Linked DNA regions of Zea mays: region 2 is linked to region 1. A link is a contact called in public Hi-C data. All regions are on one chromosome and are shown on one strand. The core of a region is the stretch at or near the end of the contact, and the rest is flanking DNA. Distances in the headings are between cores, read along the strand shown.

What was found. Hi-C and Micro-C count contacts between places; a contact is called where the count stands out from the background.
Region 2: a contact with region 1 is called in a Hi-C map of endosperm, with 2.8 times the contacts expected there. The contact joins the promoter of LOC103629424 here to the promoter of LOC100273436 in region 1. A contact is called at or near these places in 4 of 25 Hi-C or Micro-C datasets (bundle sheath, ear, endosperm and 1 more).

The regions. Positions count from the first base shown.
Region 1 is chr6:73,284,015-73,287,399 of Zm-B73-REFERENCE-NAM-5.0, reverse strand. It overlaps LOC100273436 (putative cytochrome P450 superfamily protein), which reads left to right and starts at 1,501. Exons shown (of 6, transcript NM_001147873.1): 1 at 1,501-1,882; 2 at 2,219-2,434; 3 at 2,718-2,999. The coding sequence starts at 1,538. LOC100282958 reads right to left here and starts at 1,226. Exons shown (of 5, transcript NM_001155863.2): 1 at 1,025-1,226; 2 at 733-933. The coding sequence starts at 1,168.
Region 2 is chr6:73,470,223-73,473,652 of Zm-B73-REFERENCE-NAM-5.0, reverse strand. LOC103629424 reads right to left here and starts at 2,007. Exons shown (of 16, transcript XM_020539255.3): 1 at 868-2,007; 2 at 622-710; 3 at 262-527; 4 at 1-176. The coding sequence starts at 381.

The DNA.
Region 1 (3,385 bases), core at 252-2,751:
TTTTAGACTTTAGTTAGTTTGGTTTGGTCAATTATTTGCTAGAATAATTGATAAAATTATTTTTATGTTTGTAGGGATAGGATAGTTAGATTTTTTATCAAGAAACAAAAGAAAGATATTTCTAACGCAACTCATATGAGCGATATATATTGAGTATTTAATCTACATATTTCTTAGATATTTGAATTGTATCTTGTTACTTGTGTCGTATTAAACATTAATTAGATTATTAGTTTTGTCTACATTTTCTTAGATATAATCCTGGATCTGCCACTAGATACAGTTGCTGGTATATGCAACGGTACATAAAAAAAGTCCAAGAAGTTACTGCAAGGACGGGTGTCTGCATCACATTAGTTTTATTATCACCACCAGTTCTAGGGGTTTGAGCTCTGCCAAACAGGGTGGGAGGTTTCTTTTGTTTCTAGGTTAAATTCAGGATGGCGATTGAGATTATAGAAGTGAAATCTTGCATTATATGCCAGCATGACATCTTTGCCAATTATTTACGCAAGGGCCCGTATGTTATTATTATAACCACAGACCACTCGTATGTTGTAGACACCAACCTCCAACAAACCTGTCTCCACCAACCACCATCACTCACTGACGTGCAAGAATACCCCGGCCGGCATTTCCAGCTTCCACTTGTATGTTCACATCGACCACGCGCAGGTGACAGCCACATCTACCAAACAAAGGAATCAAATGGAGAAGGTACACCGCGCTCACCGTGACCTCGATGGGCACCTTCTTGTCGATGCGGTGCTGGTAGTAGAGGTCGATGCAGTCGATGCCGAGCCGCTTGAGGCTGGCCTCGCAGGCTGCCCGTACATACGCCGGGTCACCGCGGATCTCGCGCTTGCCGTCGGCGAAGGAGACGGCAAACTTGGTGGCCAGCTCGACCTTCTCCTTTACACCGCCTTGAAGCGCCTTCACGAATTCAGAAGCATTACATCGAACATCTTCAGTGCAAACTTGAAAAGGGCCACAGGAAACAGAGATCTAATTCGAGCGGACCGACCTTGCCTAGCAGGATCTCGTTGGTGTGCGGGCCGTACATGTCGGAGGTGTCAAGGAGGGTGACCCCGGCGGCGACGGCGTGGTGGATGAGCTTGATCATGTCAGGCTCGGGTTTGGGCGGACCGTAGAAGGCGGACATGCCCATGCAGCCGAGGCCCTGCGCGGAGACCTCTAGCCCCTGGGAGCCCAGCTTGATGCGGGGGACGGACACGGTAGCGGCAGCCATTGCAGATGCAGGAAGATGCTCGTCGATGGTCTCGGGTAGTTGGAGGTGGTGTGGTGCTGTCGTCCACCGGCCGGCCGTGGCTATAATAAAGAGTGCGACTGTGCGAGGCCCTCTGTGCCGGCGGGTAGTGCCGTAGTGGACTGGATGTCATAACGTCACTCACTGCACATGTGAGCCCAAACATAACGTATTACTGTCGATAGAAAAACACGTCACTGCCTCACTGGCTGCCATCTTGCTCTGAGTCAGCGCGGCAACCTTCTGCACCGCAGCAGCTCCAGCTCTCCAATGGCTTCCCAGCTACCCTCCCTCGCCGCGCCGGCAGGACTGTGCCTGCTGTCAGCTCTTGCCGCAGCGCTGCTGGTGCTCACCCTCTACGTCCTGGGCGCCGTCGCGTCATTCGCTGTCTTCTGCGCCGGAGAGTTCGCCCGGAGAGACCCGGGCCGGCCGCCGCTCACGGGGACGATGCTCCGGCAGCTCAAGAACTTCGACAGGCTGTTCGACGAGCATGTCAGGTACGCGCTGGCGCATCGCACCAGCCGGCTGGTCTACCCTGGACACAGCGAGCTCTTCACAGCCGACCCCGCTGTCGTTGAGCATGTCCTCAGGACCAACTTCAGCAAATACAGCAAGGTGGTTTCCCGAACCCGTCAAACTCTTTTATCCCCCCTTCCATGTCCACCAGTCTCATATCAGCACGTAGCTCAATTTATTATGTGCCAGATGCCTAAATCCTGCATCAAATGGTGTCAGAACTTCAGTAATCTGCAATTAACTTGAAACAACACTACACTTGATTCAGCAAGAATACCATCACCCTTGAAATTACTTTTTTAAGTGTGACTTCAACCTTTTCATCTTTTCTGCCAGATCATTTAAGTACTTAACCATGCAACCAACTGAAATGGCAGGCTACAACAATATGAGCTTATGGACATGATTTTGAACTCATTTGAGAATGATACACAGGGAGCCTACAATATTGGAGTAATGAAGGATCTCTTCGGGGATGGAATTTTTGCAATAGATGGGGATAGCTGGAGGCACCAGAGGAAGCTGGCAAGCCATGAATTCTCAACCAAAGTGCTACGTGAATTCAGCAGCGTTGTCTTCAGAGCAAATGCTACAAGACTGGTAGATAAGATATCATCTGCAGCAGCTAACAGAACTATTCTAAACATGCAGGTACCTACATCACTAACATGAAAGTGCATATATATCATTACTTCGTAAATACGGTCATATTGGTAAATATTAGTTAAGTGCTACTCCCTCCGTTCTAAATTATAAGACATTTTGGCTTTTTTAAATACATAGATTAAGCACATAGATATACACTATGTCTAGATACGTAATAAAATCAATGTATCTAAAAAAAGCTAAAACGTCTTATGATTTGGAACCGAGAAAATACATAATATTTGTATTTGATAGAAAAATTGGATCATATTAATGCATCCTTTTTCAGGATCTTTTGATGAAAACAACTATGGATTCAATCTTTAAAGTGGGATTTGGTTTCGAGCTGAACACGCTATCTGGATCAGATAAATCCAGTGTTCAGTTCAGCAACGCCTTTGATGAGGCAAACTGTATTGTCTACCACCGCTATGTCGATCTGTTCTGGCAGCTGAAACGTTATTTCAATATTGGATCAGAAGCGAAGCTCAGAAAGAACATTCAGATCATTGATGACTTTGTGATGAATTTGATACACCAAAAGAGAGAGCAAATGAACGGGCAAGATAATGTAAGGGCTGCAAAACTCTAGCCTCAATATAAGCTTGTCCACCTTCTGTGTTGGTATATGCTTTTTGGTAACAACCTGATGCAGAAAACTCGATCTGGCACTAAAATAAGAGATCTTTGTGCCTAGCCATGAGATATTTGCATCCTGTTGGAAGCCAAAAAGGGCCACGCGGACGGTCTAGCCCTGAGGCCGGACGGTCCGCGGTCCGGACTGTCCGCGGTGGTGGCGCGGACGGTCCGCGCGTGCGCAGAGTCAGTTAGGGTTCCTAGTTTCTCACGGGATTTGTTACCTAAAACCGTGGGATTGACTCGGAAATCAGTTCGAAGCGGATCCAGACCTCCCCTTTATATAGATGAAGGGCTACGGCCGATTGAACCCCCAACAAT
Region 2 (3,430 bases), core at 758-3,257, 190 kb before region 1:
ACAAGAGTGACCCATTGATCATCTAAGACGCCTTTTGGAACATTTTTTAGATTATTTTCCTTGCTCCTATGCGCATCAAAATGTAAGGATTTTAGATTGGACTTGTGTTGTCTCCATCTCTCACCAATAGTTCGAAGTATCCACTTTTCCATGCGGGCAGGGTATAAGAATCTCATCTACACAAAAATGAAATGGCCATATGAAAGTTCAGTTATATTTTTGCTTCAAAGTTCAGAGGATGACAAATTTTAATATACACACCTTTACTTGCTTTAGTACATCTTGCTTGTTTTTTTGTTCATTGTTCCTGTCCTTCTTTCCTATCAGTAATCTCCAATCTTTGAAGCTTAAGCTACATAAGCAGCCATTCCTAGCAACCATGTCAAGGAATTTTCCTAAGACTCCTGCCTCCTCTCCAATAGGTTGGTCGAGCTCGTTACAGTTAACTACAATTCGTTTTCCTTTTTGAAGGTTCCAAACATGTTTAAGTTTGTTCGGACCACGACTTATTGCTTCATTAGTTTGACCTATGCAGTTTTATGTTAGAAACAATTAAAAGAATGGTTGAAATTTTAAAATAAATTACAATTTATGAAGTGTAGTTAATATGCTGGTAAGAACCTTCAACATAATCCTCTATATCCGCATCATCAGGAGAAGGGTACACTTCAGAAGTAGTCTCAAAAGATGTTGTATTTTTTTATGATGATCTGAAAACATATAATAATGGAGAGATTTCAGTTGTTGTCCCTAAACATATAATAAAATTTGAAAAGTAGGACATAGTATTCACTATTTATTAGCTGAAAAATTGAAGTCACAGTTTTATGTTTCAATTCCCAATTAATTTTATATCTTGGTACATACCTAGGTCATTGAACTCATTATCATTGTCGCTTTCTTTTTTGGCGTTCTCTAGTAGAAGGATGGTGGTCATATGCTGCATCTCGTGGCCGATGACTTGTTTCCCCAATAGGCTCCTCTACCAAATACTCTTCTTGGCTTTGAATGATGCACTTTCTCATACCCCTTGCCATGTCTGCTGGCATACCAAAATAAAAACTTATCATGTGTAATTAGCTGGTCTAGAAATGTAAATGGAGTTCAGTAAAACATAGCATTAATCCATACATTGGCCAACATAGAAAAGAATTTATCAACAGACTTGATTTAATAAAACACTTGGAGTCTGAAACAGAGCCCATCTCAATGAGGAAAAATTGTTTTACTAACATCTCTAAAACTTCAAACAAAGTACAATGTGTCTGCAAGTATTTAGACATCGTATAAAAATAAGTCATGTAAAAGTTGACATTAGTACCACTAGCTCCAAGTATCCCACAACTATGGACAATGTGTCTGCATTGCAGTTTCTGAAAAACACCTAACAGGATGCTCTGCTATTCTTGATAAATGTCTATAAAAGGTAGTTGACATTTTAGATTTGCAAAATATATTGGACACCTTTGATATCTGACCATCGTATCCATGAAACATGAAACTATAGAAATAGAGGATGTTCACTTTGAAATTCTGTAAAATAATGTATATGGAAACTGCTATGAATATCTAGTTACAAAAATCAGAGGAACTATACATCTGCTAACTACAGAAACAATAAGAACTAGTACAAGGTTACTTGAACTAAAGTATAAGGAAACTGCTATGAAATGCAGCAGTACTCAGAGAAGTGAAAAAATGGCCCAGATTTGGTGCAGCCTTACAACCGACGGCAAGGAAACACACGCCGTGCGTCCTCTGTGAGCTGCAGCCGATTCCTCGAACTGGCGCACACCGGCCGCCGCCAATTCCTGCCTTAGCGCGCACCAGCCTCCACCAATCCCCGAATTGGAGCGCTCACCAATTCCTGCCATCACCAGCCTCCGTCGTCGCCAGCGAAGCCAAAGGACGGATTGGGGGAGGCTGTTGGACGTGGCCTAGGGAAGGGGTAGTAGCGTGAGTAGTGGATAAGTTGCGTGAGGAAAGAGGGTGAGGGTTAGGGATCACATTGACGCTATGTACAGCCAGATGGGTTTGTAGGGTCTGTACGGTGGCTCCACAACGAAATTGGTGGGAAAACTTGAAAAATTAGGGAAAAAACAAATATGGAATTACCGAATTTCAGATCAAATGCCAAATTTCACAATTTGAGCTATATTTCTAACTTTTGTTTGTCTCTATTTTGGACCATTTACTAATTTCTATGCTTCAAATGCCTTTTCAAGTCGAAATAAATAAATAAATAAATACCAATTGTGCGTAAACAATAGTGAAACTTAGCATGGAGTCATAACATGGTCCCGGTTGGTTGAGATAAAAAGTTTAGATTATTATACAGAAGTATGAATACAAGTGCTTCAAAAATGGACAAATCTCCACTACGTTTCATACCATTGATCTACAACTTCACAGTTTGAGCTATATTTGTAACTTTTGTTTATGTTTTTGCCAAAAAGGTGCACCAAATGTTCATCTAACTGTTATAAACTTAATTCATGTAAAGATGTCCCTATCTTGGACCATTTACTAATTTCTATGCTTCAAATGCCTTTTTAAGCCGAAATAAATAAATACCAAATGTGCTCAAACAATAGTGAAACTTGGCATGGAGTCATAACATGGTCCTGGTTGGTTGAGATAAAAAGTTTAGATGATTATAAAGAAGTATGAATATAGGTGCTTCAAAAATGGACACATCTCACTACGTTTCATACCATTGAACTACAACTTCACATCTTGAGCTATATTTGTAACTTTTGTTTATGTTTTTGCCTCAAAAGTGCACCAAGTGTTCATCTAACTGTTCTAAACTTAATTCATGTAAAGAAGTCCCTATTTTGTACCATTTACTAATTTATATGCTTCAAATGCCTTTTCAAGCCGAAATAAATAAATAAATGCCAAATGTGCTCAAAAATAGTGAAACTTGCTATGGAGTCATAACATGGTCCTAGTTGGTTGAGATAAAAAGTTTAGATGATTATACTGAAGTATGAATATAGGTGCTTCAAAAATGGACACATCTCCACTACGTTTCATACCATTGATCTACAACTTCACAGTTTGAGCTATATTTGTAACTTTTGTTTATGTTTTTGCCTCGAAAGTGCACCAAGTGTTCATCTAACTGTTATAAACTTAATTCATGTCCCTATTTTGGACCATTTACTAATTTCTATGCTTCAAATGCCTTTTCAAGCCAAAATAAATACATATCAAATTTGGTCAAAAATAGGGGTCAAATGTTAGATAAAAAATTTAGATGATTATACAAATTTGGGTCAAATGTTCTCTGATTTGGACAAAAAAAGCAAAAAAGGTGGTTGTAGACGCAATGTCAGGAATTGAACCTAGCACACAATGAAACAATAAGGAAAGACACACCATTGCACTATGTGAAGATTGTTTGAGTAGTTTAGCAAATGAAGTA